Regions from separate parts of the Anas platyrhynchos genome. Here region 2 is linked to region 1. The links are chromatin contacts, called in public Hi-C maps. All regions are on one chromosome and are shown on one strand. Each heading gives the region's core, a stretch centred on a gene start, on an enhancer-like site or on the middle of the called end of the contact. The rest is flanking DNA. Distances are from core to core; before and after follow the strand shown. Region 1 has its middle 32 kb from the start of ZMYND11. Region 2 has its middle 37 kb from the start of DYNC2I1.

Region 1 (7,147 bases), core at 2,300-4,799:
TTAGAGCCTCAAGACAAAATATCCCACTAACCCCAAATTTAGAGCAAGCATTACTATGACACAAACGAGTTATTTCTACAGCTTAATGCTTACTGATAGCCACGTCACATATTAAAAAAATGTTATTATAACCCTGAAGTCAAACCAACTCTAAGAACAAAACATGCTCTGTATACGGGGGTCCTCAGTGTCAGGCTCCTTGTTTGAAGGGCTAACAGGTGCATCTCATATGATTAAGAAGACTTTTTATTCCCCAGCTATTTACAACACAAATCTTGGTTGTGGAGAGCACTTGGTGAAAGCCTTACAAGAACGAAGACCATGCTGCAAGTAAGCATGACGTTTATTATCGTTGAATTTTGTGTACAGATCTGCTTAGGTATTTCCCTTGCTAACCATCAGGACAGAGCTATTGTCTCATAGATGAAGTGTTGACACAGTAAAAAATCACCTTCACTTACCTGTAGTTTTTTCTGAGATACAGAGATGCTGAAGAGGGCAGGCAGTACATTTTGGGACACCCAAAGTCCTCAAGTTTTCATGTAGCTCTCAGAACAGTTTATTTATTTATTTATTTATCTTTTCTTCCCTCCTGCTGAAAACTGCCTATTTTTCTGCTGAAGAAACTCCGCAAAGGTGTTTGGAAAAATAGAGCAACACTTAATATCATTTAGTTCACATGAAATAAAATCTAAGCTCAAATTTGTTTGTTTCACTTACTACATATTCAAATAAAATTCCCAGAAGAGAATAAATTACACTTGTGTATACTTTCACTGGTGAAAATAGAAAGTACCTTTGCAGGAGCCAAGTCCTTATAAGTTAAACCTTTGCTTTTATGAAAGCTGTAGAGTTAGGCTCTAACCACACAGAGACCTGATCGGTACAAGTGCTAACAGTTTAAATACTTTTTGCAGATATCCCTTCAGTTAACAGGGTTGAAATTCTGGCCTTGCTCAAATCAGTGAAAAAACTGTTAACACCTGTGGGGCCAGAAGATTGTTCAAAGAATTTTTTTCATACTAGCAAAATCTTTCCAAGTTGAAGAAACTTTTCGAATATGACTATGTGGTGGATTTCTGTAAACCCAGGGAGGGTTTAAAACAAGAAAAATGTCTGCAAGATGCATGCTGCTAAGTGTGCAGCAGGAGTGCTCAGCATGCAGCAGTGGCATTCATCATAGTCAGACACACTCTTTGAAATCATATGCTCCCAGCAGATTAGTGAGAGTTTTAATCTCAAAAGACAAATCTGGCCCACAATTGAATTCACAGGGCATTGCATTCCTCACGCATGAGTATATGAAAACCCTGTAAGCTCACAGCTGCACTGCAAAGGACTTCACAGCGGTATCTGTGTGTCCTCCTTGCACAGACATTGTGCCAAACCCTGGATTTCACCCCTTGTACTTTCAGAATATATTTACTGTTTTTGGTCCTGAATGTTCGGGCTTACCTAGCAATAGTAGACAAGTACCAGATTTCTTTTAGAGAGGAAAAGTGGCAACAGGTGATAATCACTGTTGAGGTAAAGATTTCCACCAATGCTCAGCTCCTAGGAGCATAAACACAGTTTTGAAAAACAGTCCTTGTTCTGTCCTGATGCCTGGCAAGACAAATCCACTGCTTTCTATAAAATGTTTTGCTCTGATTTGCTTCTACGTAAATCTGAGGTTACTTGGTAGAAACACTCCACCAGTGTGAAGTATGAACACCGATGAATTAGAGAATGTTTGAAAAGGTAAAATTCCTAACATTGTTGTTGCAGTGATTTTGTGTACCATATATCTTTTATTTATTACCCCCCCCCTTCTTTTTTTTTTTTTTTTTTTTTTTTTTTTTTTTTTTTTTTTTTTTTTTGTGTGTGTGTGTGTGTGTGTGCAGCCTGGAGAAATGCAATGTTAATGGCACGCTTATGTCAGACTTATTTTTCTAAATGAATACTAAGAATGTTTAAGAGTTCACATAATCCATCTCTAAAAAGGACATTTAACTAATCTTTCTCATTTAATATATATACAGAAACTAGACAGGTTTTCACCCATAAACCTCCTTGGCATAAAACTAGCAACAGCAACTTTGCCAGCAATCCATTTTATAAATATTCTGCTCAAACATCTTAGACATGTTCTTTTTCTGGAACTTTAATATTCTGGAGGTAATAAGCTTACACCTTGGAAGCAGCTGACAGTTTGTAAACCCAAGCGATCATGAGTGCAGAAGCCAAAATATTTCTTGTCATAATACATCAGGTCAACTTGTAAGAAGATATTGTTTGTTTGTGTTTCAAACAGTTGCTACTTGGGTGATTTATTCCAGCTGCTTCAGAAACCAGGATACAAACAATGTCCTGTCTGACAATGAGCTGATGTTGGTTAAAACACGGCTTTATTAGTATAAGTTTATTTGCTCATATCTTTGGGTTTGGGTTTGGTTGGAAGAAGTTTAGTGATTTTTTTTTTTCCCTTTGGTTTCTTCATAATTATTTTCTTGCTTTCCTGGGCAGTGCAAACAGCACAGTTTTAGAGAGGACATTGAAACAGCTATTTTTGTGGTATTCCTGCCCTGATAGTCCTCATTATCATTAAGTTTCATGAGTGAAAATAAATGATTCTAATAACTGTGGACTTCTCCCAGCCATACTGCTTCTTCAGAAGATAATGGCTGTCTTTTTCAAACTGTCTCCCTGGCAGAATAATGATCTGCTGGGCAGAAGAATGATGGGGCTACATCTCCTCCCTCACCTCCCTCCACACCATGCATCAATTCCTTTACAAAAAATCTCATGTATGTGCTGTCTCAAAGCACGTTGCCTTTTGCTGTTTCTGCAAACTTTAGTGCACTGCAGGCCTTCCTGGAAACAACAGTAGCTGAAAAATTATTATTATTATTATTTTAAGTTTAGTTACAATTCTAAAACAAGAAATAACAAAGAAAAAAGGTTTAAAAGCCAAAGTATGGTATTAACTAGATATAAATATATCTGCTGGTAATGGCACTTTTAAGGGTGTTTTTCAGTCTATTGCTTGCTGGAAGCATTCTAGAAGATTGCTGGAAGATTGCTGCTGGAGCATTCAAAGAGACCAGGAGAACTCTCTGAAATGTACCTACACCTTTGGACTCAAGACTCTTATAGTCTGTTAGGCTATAGACAATCTATTATATGTTTTGTAGCAATCCTCATACCTCTAGCTGTATTTACACACAATCTGGGAAAACCAAAGCCTTATAAACAGATGTGAGAGCAACACATAGCAAATAATAACATACACGCTCTGATCCTTCATTTATTCCCTCCTGGTCCTCAGCGAGTCCTACAGCCGCTAAGCCATGTGAGGGGAAGGAGCACTCACGTTGCATGGGGAGGGAGCAGCTGTTCTCATGGCTTTCAGCAGGCGAACGCATATGTCTTGAATTACCCTTCTGGAACACAGGGGACATGAAAAAAGAGCCTGGATTTGTCCCCGAGCCTGGGATCTGGTGGGACCTCTTGGGATGAGGAGTCTAAATTTGTAGCCAAAGCATTCGCTGTTTCCCATCACATCGGCAAGCAAGTTTACAAGTAGAAGAGTGCAGCACTGCCTGGCTGCTCCAGGGAGGTAGCGGCGAGCCTGACGCAGGCTGACAGTGAGCCCTGCACTGAGAAAAGAGCCCTGCATCACCCGAAAAACAGGGGAATGCAGATCTGGATGTAAATGTTATGACTTCGGCTCATTTTTCAGATAAATAGTGCATTTAGCAGCTGTGTTCCTTTTTGTGTTAGTGCACATGTATTGCAGTTTTAGGGCACTGAATTATTCAATTAACATGCAGATGGCAAACAATACGAGTTATGCAATAGAGAATCTTAGTTTAAATGTAAAGCCTAATAAAAAAATCTAGTAAAGCTATTTGCAGATTCAGAGCGCTATATTATTATGTCCTCCAGCAAAGTGTATACAAATCCAGGCACTGAAAATAAACTAAAACAAGCAGAGCCTGAGAGCTACAAATTCGTATGTTGTGACATGTGCGAAGGATGTATATTATACTTCAGCGCTCTAATACCTTAACACTGCCAAATTTGTTCTAAGCCAGAGTATCTATAGATAGAAATAGAAATACTGTATACAGAGACAAAAAAGCACTGGTATCTAGAAAATGAAGTAAAACTCTTTTTTCTTAAAATGCCAAATCGAAGATAAAGTATTTTTTGAAAGGAATTACTCAATATCTCAATAACACAAGAGGGCGGAGGAATATGGAAATATACTTCCCTGTAAGGAAACCTTTTGATTAACCCTGGTCATGTGAAGAGCTTGCTAAAGGCAAAGCTGAAGTAGTAGATGCCTTTTCAAAAATGTTTCTAGATTTTTTTGAAGTTGTGGCCTGGATAGACAGAATTTACCCCTTTCATTACGTATGAAGAAAAACATATCTTTTTGTTTTGAAGACTTGTATCCTACCACAAAGACTTGCGTTTTGGCCATCCAGTATTCCTGGCCCATCTGTTTCATCGCATTTGCAGGACCTATGTTTTTGTTAACCCTCTTTTTGCTCTTTCTGATACAGATAAACACACAAGATAAGGTCTAGAGGTTCCTAGAGTAGTTCCTATGGTTTTGGTGCTTTGCCATGCTGCATTGCTGCATTTAGGCTCTCTGCTCAGTTGTATTGAGACTATTAAATGATGAAATAAATTTTGATGAAGTCAGTTGATTGTTACTGAGGTAGATACCCATTGTGCATAGTGTTGATTATCTTTTGCTATAGTGTGCAACAGTGTTTGTTTCTTCACTTCTGAAGACAATTTTTTTGCAACCTCATTGTGGGTGCATACCAGAAGGCAGGCCCTATCACAAAGAACTGAACTGGATGTATTTTATTTCTGCCTGCAGTTTGAACCCTTCAACAGCATTTAATACCTTCTCATACATATCCATTCAATTTTTGTCATCTGCCTGAAGGCGGTCCATCTAATACCTGATAATTGCTTTGCTCATTTGTGGTATCTGTGCTAAAAAACTTTACTTTTGGCAGTTGTGAGGTCTACCTCTGCCCAATGGGTTTGTGTTCTTCCCTTGCGCAAAGGAATACTTAAGCAATTTTAAAAAGAAAGATGTGAAGCTTTATAAAACTTTAGTCCCGTCATTGAACCTTACTTCTGGGTCCTTGGTCTCTGTTAGTTTGGTATAGAAGAAATTAATATCCACAGTGTTGTTAATTCAAGCAACTCCTCAGTTGCCTTTCAAGAATGCAGCCTTTCTAGCAAACAGACTTTTTTGACAGTTAGTTACTATAACATTAATCCTTCATTTCGAGTACAAATAAATGAATTATTTCCAGGAACCCAAAAGAAGTACTGTTCCTTTTAAAAAATTTCAAAATGTTTGGGAAGATAAAATTCCATTAAATGTGTGAGTCTTTGAAGACAAACCAGGGCACATAATCTTTCCAGGGCATGCTGTACTCCTACGGTTTATGATAACAGTGTTGAAGTAAGCTCTCAGAGCCAAATTCTTGCTTGTGTGCTGAAGTTTGGAAATGCTAGTCTGACAGAGAAAACCCTGGAAAGGGGACTTTGAATGTCTGGGTATGCAGTGGTGGTAGTGACAGCTGCTGTGGGAGCCCTAATCATGGCTCAAGCACTGCAGAAAACCAAAGCAAAAATGCTGTCATCCCCTCACAGCACGGAAAATGCAAATTACAAGAGGCAAAAGGCTGATTCAGAGCTAACTACTAAATGGAATTACCCATAGGAAAGGGTAACTGTCTTGTCTTGTGAAGTTTTTCTGCAAGGACATTCCTAGTTTGAACTGCTTTACAACCATCCTTTCCTAACATAGAAACAACAGGGTGTCAGCTTTCACTTTCTCTTTTTTTGAAAATAAATTGTGGTTGTCACATTTCTGGTAAAATGTTTGCTCTGCTAGGTGTAATTCCTTGTGATAACTTAAGCCTTTTTCTATCTTTGGGGAAAAATAAGGTGTTGCTGGGATGCTAATTCAAGTACTTGGTTGGAATTTAAGAACACCTTGAAATAAAATGAACAGCCATGGTTAGAAATATCACTGGTATTTAGTTCTTGGCTACCTGGGGAAATATAGCTCCATATCCATTCCTACTGGCATATGCTAACTTGTTTTAGTTTTAAACTGTTATCATTAGACGAAATAGAGTGTGTCAGGCCTTAAAGATTCCTGATAATAGGACATGGCAGTTTGTCATTTAGGACAGAAATAACTACTGCTTCACAGTCAGAATTCATTACTGTCAGAGTAGATCCTGGTTTTAGTTGCCATGTACATGACTGACCACATGCTATGTCCTCTTTGTTTTTGTGAAGGGTTGTATGTATGTGATAAATACACTTAAGGTAAGAACTTCATGCTCAGTCCTTACAGGGGTTGTCATGCATGGTGAAAAGACATGAGAACTCTGACAAGTTTATGAATGAAAGCCAAAACGTTCATAGTTGCCAGTCTAAAGTCAGACTGAATCCTTTTTTAATCTGTATAGTTAGTGAAATGACTGAGGTCATTGCTTTTCCAGATATTTAATAAACTGAAGAGTTAGGTTAAGAATCTTTAGTTGAACTTGGCCTGTTTATATTTCTGAACCTTCACTGGATTTTGAGATCCTTGGTGATTTTCAGATAAGGGAGATGACCTTAACTCTTAGCTTAACCAATATTTTTCCTGACTTTTGGTTGTAAATTTATTATCAGTGGCACTGAAAATACCAAATCAACAGCTAGAACTGCATAAGCTAATTGTTAATTTATTTCTTTACCAACCAAATTCATGAATACAATGTACAAGCCTAATATGCTTGGATGTCCAGGACCAGAACAGCAGCCCACAAATATGTCAACATTACATTGTAAGGAACCAAAACACTTGTTGAGATCTGATGAGAAATTTTCTCATTAGTGTATTATATTGAAAGATAACTACTAACAGCCCTGTGCTCTGCATGAGCTGTCAGAAGGTCCCATAGCTCTGGGAGCTGGAGAAATAATAATAATGTAACATTACCAAGTTCCACTTATTTATTCAGTCCTGGAAGGAGCAGATCAGCAGAACAGCTTCCTCACAATCTGTTGACATCATGGAAAACTAAACTTGAGTAAGAAAAATGAAGAGGGTATCTAGCCTAGTAAGCAAAGG
Region 2 (7,147 bases), core at 2,773-5,272, 210 kb after region 1:
TTTTATTTTTGCACTTTGAAATGGAACATCTCTCTGGAGACATTCAAAACCAAAACACTAAAAGGGCACACACTTATTGTTGTCAAAATGACAAATCTGTGTAAAGTCAGTCAAGCAGCCAGCAGCTCAAAGACAGCCCATCCTCTGACAGATGAGGCTTACCGGGTACACCAACAGCTATGCCAAAGGAGTGATTGATAGGAGTCACAAGAACCTGGAGCTTGTCTCTTCCTGAGGTTTGCGCGGATTTGGATCCTGTAACTTGCAAGCCCATAGTTTCCACTGGATTACTGGGCATTTGCTCTTTTTCAGGTTCTCTGTAAGGATGCTAACCCCTTCACTCACCTCAGCTTGTCCTGCCCTACCTGTAACATTCCTTTGTTACTGCTCTGCTTTGGAAATCTTCAGTTCTAAAGGAAAGGTACCTTCCTCGTGTCTCTGGGGAGATCAAACATGGATTGCCATTGCCATGTCAGCTACAGCCCGGTTGACCTACCATATCACTCGCCTTATTCCACACCAAAATATGGAATCTGTATTTTAAAGGGTAACAATATATTCCTTTACTGACCTTTCCTGCAGTCAAATAGACTACAATGACACTGTGCCAGTGTCAAAACTCTCAGGCTCTGCTTGAGGCTAATTTCTACACACATCTGTTTCCTTATCTAAACAAGTGTCCTTGCAGCAGGGTCAGATGCAATTCATTGGTATTCCCAGGTGTGACCATCACAGAAAGCACCATTGTACTACTGGGCAAGTTGAAAGTGAGCCAATGTTTGAGCCTAAATTCTGCTCTAAATACAACTCATCTCAACATAAAGATGGATGATGAGAATTTGGAAGAGTTTCTCTATGAGGAGTCATTAATACACAGGGACAGTATGGGAAATAAACCTTTCTCTATTTACCTGCCAGCCAGTTTCCCATTTCAGATTACACAAGGTCTAGGACACAATGAATGAAATGATCACAGAATCACAGATTCACAGAACTGTAGGGGTTGGAAGAGACCTCAAAAGATCATTGGGTCCGACCCCCCTGCCAAAGCAGGTTCCTCAGAGCAGGCTGCCCAGGTAGGCGTCCAGACAGGCCTTGAATATCTCCAGAGAAGGAGACTCCACAACCTCCCTAGGCAGCCTGTTCCAATGCTTTGTCACCCTCACCATGAAGTTCTTTTGCATGTCAGTGTGGAACTTCCTGTGCTCTAACTTGCAGCCATTGCCCCTTGTCCTATCCCCACAAACCACTGAGAAGAGGTTGGCTACATCCTTCTGTCCCCCACCCCTCAGATATTTATATACATTGAGGAGATCCCCTCTCAGTCTTCTCTTCTCCAGAATGATCAGAAGATCAAATGATCAGCCAGTAGGCTTAAAAGAGTGGTGTTTATTTATACAGTGTAATTATTTGGTGGAATACATTACCACATTTTTTTGGAGGAAAAAAAAAAAAAAAAAAAAAAAGTTTTAAAAAAGCTATTAGATGAATTAATGGGAAAAAATGCCTTCCTTTCACTTAAACACTGTGATCTGTTACCATCTGAGTCAGAAAATTCCTATGCCATGGATTGCCAGAAGCTTGGAAGACACACCATACTTGGAAGAAAAATATCATAGTGTGCTTCCTGTGTTATTCTGTATTTCTTTCTTCAGCACTTGCTATTGGCACATGTGGATGGGATGAGACTGATCTGTTGTCTAAATATGGCAACTTTCATATATGGATAGGTTTTAAAAAGACCTTAAACTTCACGGACCAATGAAGACACTAAACAGCTGGGGTGTTTGGCTGATTTTTTTACTTTTTTTTAAGACAGGGATGAAAGGATATGAAATGTAGAACACTGTGCAATCCCTATCTTTGTAAAATATGAAATGAATGTGAATTGGAGCTTTAACAAATGTAAACTACTAGTCTTCAAAATTGTGGGTAGGTGGTTTTCATTTCTGTTTGCACAACAGGGACTCCATGCAGTCCTGATGTTAGTAGCAATGTCTTTGTTTAATGAAATGACCTCTCTGAACAGCCAAAATGCTAAGTATTGAGCAGGTAAACTGAAAGCCAAGGAAACTCAGGGAATATACAGTCTGCAGAGTCTTTCTGTAACCTAGGTTCTAGGCTCGAACCCCAACAATTTCAGCAAAGGAATTTCATTATACTCAGTGCAAATTCTATCTTTTTGGATGAATTAATCTTTAAATGAGGCCCTTTGACACTGTCCTCTAATGTGAAAAATAGTTGGATATCTAAAGTAACCTTAGTAATCATTAATCTTCCAAGTGAGGGTTCGAAGGGTGGTTTCACATTTATTTTTGTCATTATTCTACTTCTCTGGAATTAATCAGTCTGCCCTTTGGCTCAACTGCATGGGCTTGAAGAGTATCGTGTTACCCTTGCAAATAAATGCAGCAATCAACAAAAATCCCTTCCACCCAAATCACATAAGCTCTGTGGGACAGGGTGTTTTCCTGGTCGCTTATTTCAACAGCACAACAGAACTTGACTCCTGACTGGTTGTCAAAGATGATTTTAGATGAGGAAAGTTTATTAACTTTTTCTCTTAATTCTTTCCCTTTAAGGTACAGCATTTGAAGTCTGCAGTACCAAGCAGGGTCACGGTAATTTAAGTCTTTAAGTAGCTCAGTGTAAGAGTTCATTGTTTGACTTTGCTCTTTGAAGACAATAGCAAATACCTGATTATGGACTATCCTTTCTCTAAGCCTCTGGAAGAGCTTCTCTGTGTCTCTAAACAGTACAGGCATTTTACTTAGGCCTCCATTCTTCTGTCTCTTAGAAGACCCAAGTGAATTAAAGATGTGGCTTTTAAAATACACATCTAACCAGCTGCTGTGTTACATCTTTTTTCTGTAACAGACACACACACACACACACACGCACAAAAAAAAAAAAAAAAAAAAAAAAAAAAAACCTGCAGTTTGAATTTGAAGCAAGTTATGAAACCCCTGATGTGCAACAACCGTGGTTTGGACGAGCTGAATGATTTCGCCTAGTCGCAAGACAAGCAACAGAAAAGAGAAATGGAAGTGAAATTGTCAGCTGGTGAGCTCCTGGCAGAACTCCTGGCTATGAGGAAAGACCTCTTAAGAAAACTGTAGCCATGCTGCATTAGAAAACTAATAATATATGCTAACTGCTCTTAATTTATTGAAGTAAACCTAGTCAGCAGCAACAGATTGTCTGTCCTGTGCATGGGATTAATTTCCAATGAGGCTGTTATATTTCAGACTCCGAAAAGCAAAAACCACTTGACATCTGGGAGGAAAAAGGCAACAAATATATTACAAAATTTAATGAATCCAATAGAAGTAAGGGTTCAGCTAAAGGTGAAAAATAATCATGCTATAAATGTCAATGGGTAGTATGGACTATTACAAAATTACTTTATTCCTGCTTTTACTAGGATATCATCACTATTTTCAACTGGGTTGCACCAGCACAAAATGCAAAGAGAGCACTTAGGCCTCTTTAATTTATAAATATGATATAAATTATTTTAAGCTCAGATTCAGTCAGTTTAAAGGCACAATGTCAAAAAGTTTCAACTAGATCTACGGCCCATATATATTTTTCTAAACATGTACAAGTGTTGGTGCTTTTATTAGTCTGCATGTGACACTGTCAGTAACCCATATGAAGACAAAAGTTCAGATTTCTTTGCACTCAAATGATACCCCTTGATTTTACTGAAGAATCACACTGAAGAATACCTCTGTCTGTCTGGTCTGATCCCGTCATATCTATCTAAAGCCAGTTTAACTCAGAACCACGTTGCACTAAGCCACCGAGATCGATAAACCATATTTTGAGAAGAAAATATGTTTCTGGTTCCAAATGAAAAATGTGTACACAGCGCAGGCCCCCGAGTGCCTGAATTAGCATCATCACAGAGGACAAGAAGGCACAATTACATCTGTGTTTCATATGTTCCCTTGTCGTCCCAAAAGCGGATTTGATGGAAAGCAGGACACTTGGAGCTGGCCTTATCTTGCTGCAAACGCTCGGGCGCACCGAGGTCGCGCTGAACGGCAGCCAGGCAGGAGCAGCTGTGGATAACCTCTTCCCTCCCTGGCTGGGGCCATTGCTCCTCAGAACATGGGAAATGCTGAGGGGTGGAAATGAAATCCAGATCTTTTAGACTTCCTCATTCCTCATACGCGTTAAATATCTTAATAACATAGGTACGTGACAGTTCTCAGTGTTTACCATAACCCCCTCACAGCCAGGGCAGAGAAGGATCTCCAGGTGCAGAAGCAGCACCTCAGCAGCGAGGTGGGGAGAGACCAACCAGAGTCCCAGGTTAGCAGAGACCGACCTCACACACACCAGTCCTTTTCATGTTGTGCAGCTCAATTCATTCTGAGCATTTTACTGGATTTACAAACTATTTTCTTCAACACTTGTTCAGAGATTTTTTTTCCACCTAAAACACCTTTAAATTACAGAAAAATGATTGAGTGCTTTTACCTCTCTCGAGTGTCACAGTCACCAGCATCCAACCGTATTACTGTTGGCTGTCCAGGAGAAAATAATTTAGCTTCTGAAAGCAAACAGAGAGGAAAGAGCATGTGTCTGGGAATGCAGGAGAGCAATCAGTGCCTATAAACACATGTATATGAACACAGGAAAAATAAAGACCTGCTGGGAGAAATTTACTTCGTATTACTTTCCACAGTCTTTATAGAAGAAATATAACCTATGTATAGAAAAATTTCCATTGATTTCTGCTGGCTTCAATTCAGTCTACGTGGTGTATAAAAATAAATAAATTAATTAATTATGGACTGGTTCACTATTGCATCTTGTCAGACACAGAGGAAGTCTGCATTGCAGCTGCCAATGCACTATCTGCTCCGGAGGTAAAAATCCCCAGCTCCTGGTACCAGCTATTAAAACCCTTCCAACAGTCCAAGATCTCAGGTGATCTGATTGATGGGCATCTTTTCATCACCAGTACAGTGGGCGTGTTACCAGTGGCTGTAGAACATAGAAAGGAAAAGCTGGATGAATCACAGCATTTGTGGGGAGGGAAAGGCTGTGAAAAACCTTACAAGGAAGGAAGGGGACATCTCTTCCTCTCCCCAGCCATAGTCAATTTCTATTTGCATAAATGCATTTGCTGACTTCTTAAAAAATAAATAATGCTGGACAGGACTTGTATTTAAATAGCTCCAGTGTCCAGCTCCAGACATTTCATGTAGCACTAAATATAGAAAAAGATGAGTAACTCCGCATGCCACTTGTTTTTCACATAGCGGCACCCAAATCACCACTTACCATGTTGTAACATCAAGATGTAGGGCCTTCCACACCAGTTTGAATAATATGACATCAGGAATTAGGGTGATGTATTTTCCATCAATATACTTTCTGAAACCTTTAGGAACTGCTGGTAGAAGAGAAGTTAGCTGATTTTTTTTTGCCTTCTTCCTTTTTATGACCTAGCAGGCTCAGAAACACATGAACAAAGAAGCATTTGTCTGTAAATAGATAACTGAAAAGGTTGATTGGAAATTAAGTTAGCAATGAAAATATGGCTCATTAGCTATTTTCCGGACCCAATATCTTGGTAAATTTTCCTTGTTTGCATGCCACTGCACATGCTACTGATGGCCAAACTCTGGTCACTTCCTGACTATGTGAATCCTACAGATAGGCCTATTCCAACAGCCTGTGTCATTCAATGAACCTTTAGATTTGCCTGCTTTAACCCAGACAATTTCTACACCTAGAATAAACATAGATTTCCATCTCCCTCTGGAAAATAAATAAACAAATAAATAAATAAAAACAATAAATCTGCCTCTAAAAAGAATAACTATTTTTATGATTTATCTGTGTTCTGCTGAAATTTTTCCAGCTATTAGAATATTTTGCCTTTGCTATGGAAGCTGCAATGCTCCTGTGACTTTCAACACAACTCGGCTAAATGACAGCCACGATTAATTAAAGCAAAATTGCATTTGGTAGGATGGTCACCTTCGGTACAATTAAAAATAAGTGTTCTGGTACAAAAGAAGAGCCATGCTATTTCTGTTCTCCCAAGCTCTACTGCAAATATAGGCTGACAGATTAATAAAAGCATTTCTAAACAGTTGTAAAAAATCAGCCATCTGATTCAGGAATTTTGTTCCTCAGCTAACTTCTTATTTAGCTACTGAAAACTTCATTTTCCCATCTGTGAGATGACAAAATCCAATGAAAACAATATTAATATTTATGTTCTAAATAGAAAAGGCTTTCAAAGCATGTTCATAAAGTGGAAAATAAGAGCAGAAGTTTATCCAAAACTTTCTGGCATCTTGCATATTTAAAATTTTTCAGCCTTGCTGCCAGAATTTGCTGGCGTAAGATCAAGATGTGATATTTTATAAAAGTTATTAATATGGGTGGATAGTGATTCAGCTTTTATATCATTAAAACGATAAGTTTCTATTATATGGGTCAGTTAATTTTAACCATGCTTGATTCTGTAAAAAACACATATTCCAAAATTGCCCAAAGGTGATATATATATTGTTAAGACTACTTTAAATGCTTCCCAATACCAGTTTTTACCTCCTAAATCAAGGTCATAGAATCACAGAATGGTTTGGGTTGGAAGGGACCTTATATATCGCTTAAAGACCATACAGTCCCAACCCCCTGCCATGGGCAGGGCCCCCTCCCAGCAGCCCAGGCTGCCTCCAGCCCCATCCAGCCTGGCCTTGGGCACTGCCAGGGATGGGGCAGCCACAGCTCCTCTGGGCAGCCTCACTACCTTCATAGTAAAGAATTTCTTCCTAATATCTAATCTAAATCTTCCCCCTTTTAGTTTAAAGCCATTCCCCCTTGTCCTATCCACTTCACTCCCTGGCAGAGTCCCTCCCCAGCTCTCCTGAAGCCCCCTTTAGGCCCTGGCAGGCCACTGCGAGGTCTCCCTGGGGCCTTCTCTCCAGGCTGAACTCCAACTCCCTCCATGGCAGAGGTGCTCCAGACACCAGATCATCCTAGTGGCTTCCTCTGGACCCACTCCAACCGGTCCACATCCTTCCGGTGCTGGGGGTCCAAAGCTGAGCGCAGGCTCCAGGTGGGGTCTCACAGGAGCAGAGCAGAGGGGGACAATCCCCTCCCTCACCCTGATGCC

What was found. Hi-C and Micro-C count contacts between places; a contact is called where the count stands out from the background.
Region 2: a contact with region 1 is called in a Hi-C map of subcutaneous adipose tissue, with 2.8 times the contacts expected there. The contact joins two enhancer-like sites. A contact is called at or near these places in 3 of 8 Hi-C or Micro-C datasets (F1 follicle, small yellow follicle and subcutaneous adipose tissue).

The regions. Positions count from the first base shown.
Region 1 is chr2:149,210,707-149,217,853 of IASCAAS_PekinDuck_T2T, forward strand. No RefSeq gene overlaps it. Among named protein-coding and RNA genes, the nearest start is that of ZMYND11, 32 kb to the left of the region's middle. Within about 2 kb of position 3,550, at least 1 of the 8 cell types and tissues checked has an H3K27ac peak or open chromatin away from gene starts, as enhancers often do. A contact at or near this core is called in subcutaneous adipose tissue, where this site is marked.
Region 2 is chr2:149,422,154-149,429,300 of IASCAAS_PekinDuck_T2T, forward strand. No RefSeq gene overlaps it. Among named protein-coding and RNA genes, the nearest start is that of DYNC2I1, 37 kb to the right of the region's middle. Within about 2 kb of position 4,023, at least 1 of the 8 cell types and tissues checked has an H3K27ac peak or open chromatin away from gene starts, as enhancers often do. A contact at or near this core is called in subcutaneous adipose tissue, where this site is marked.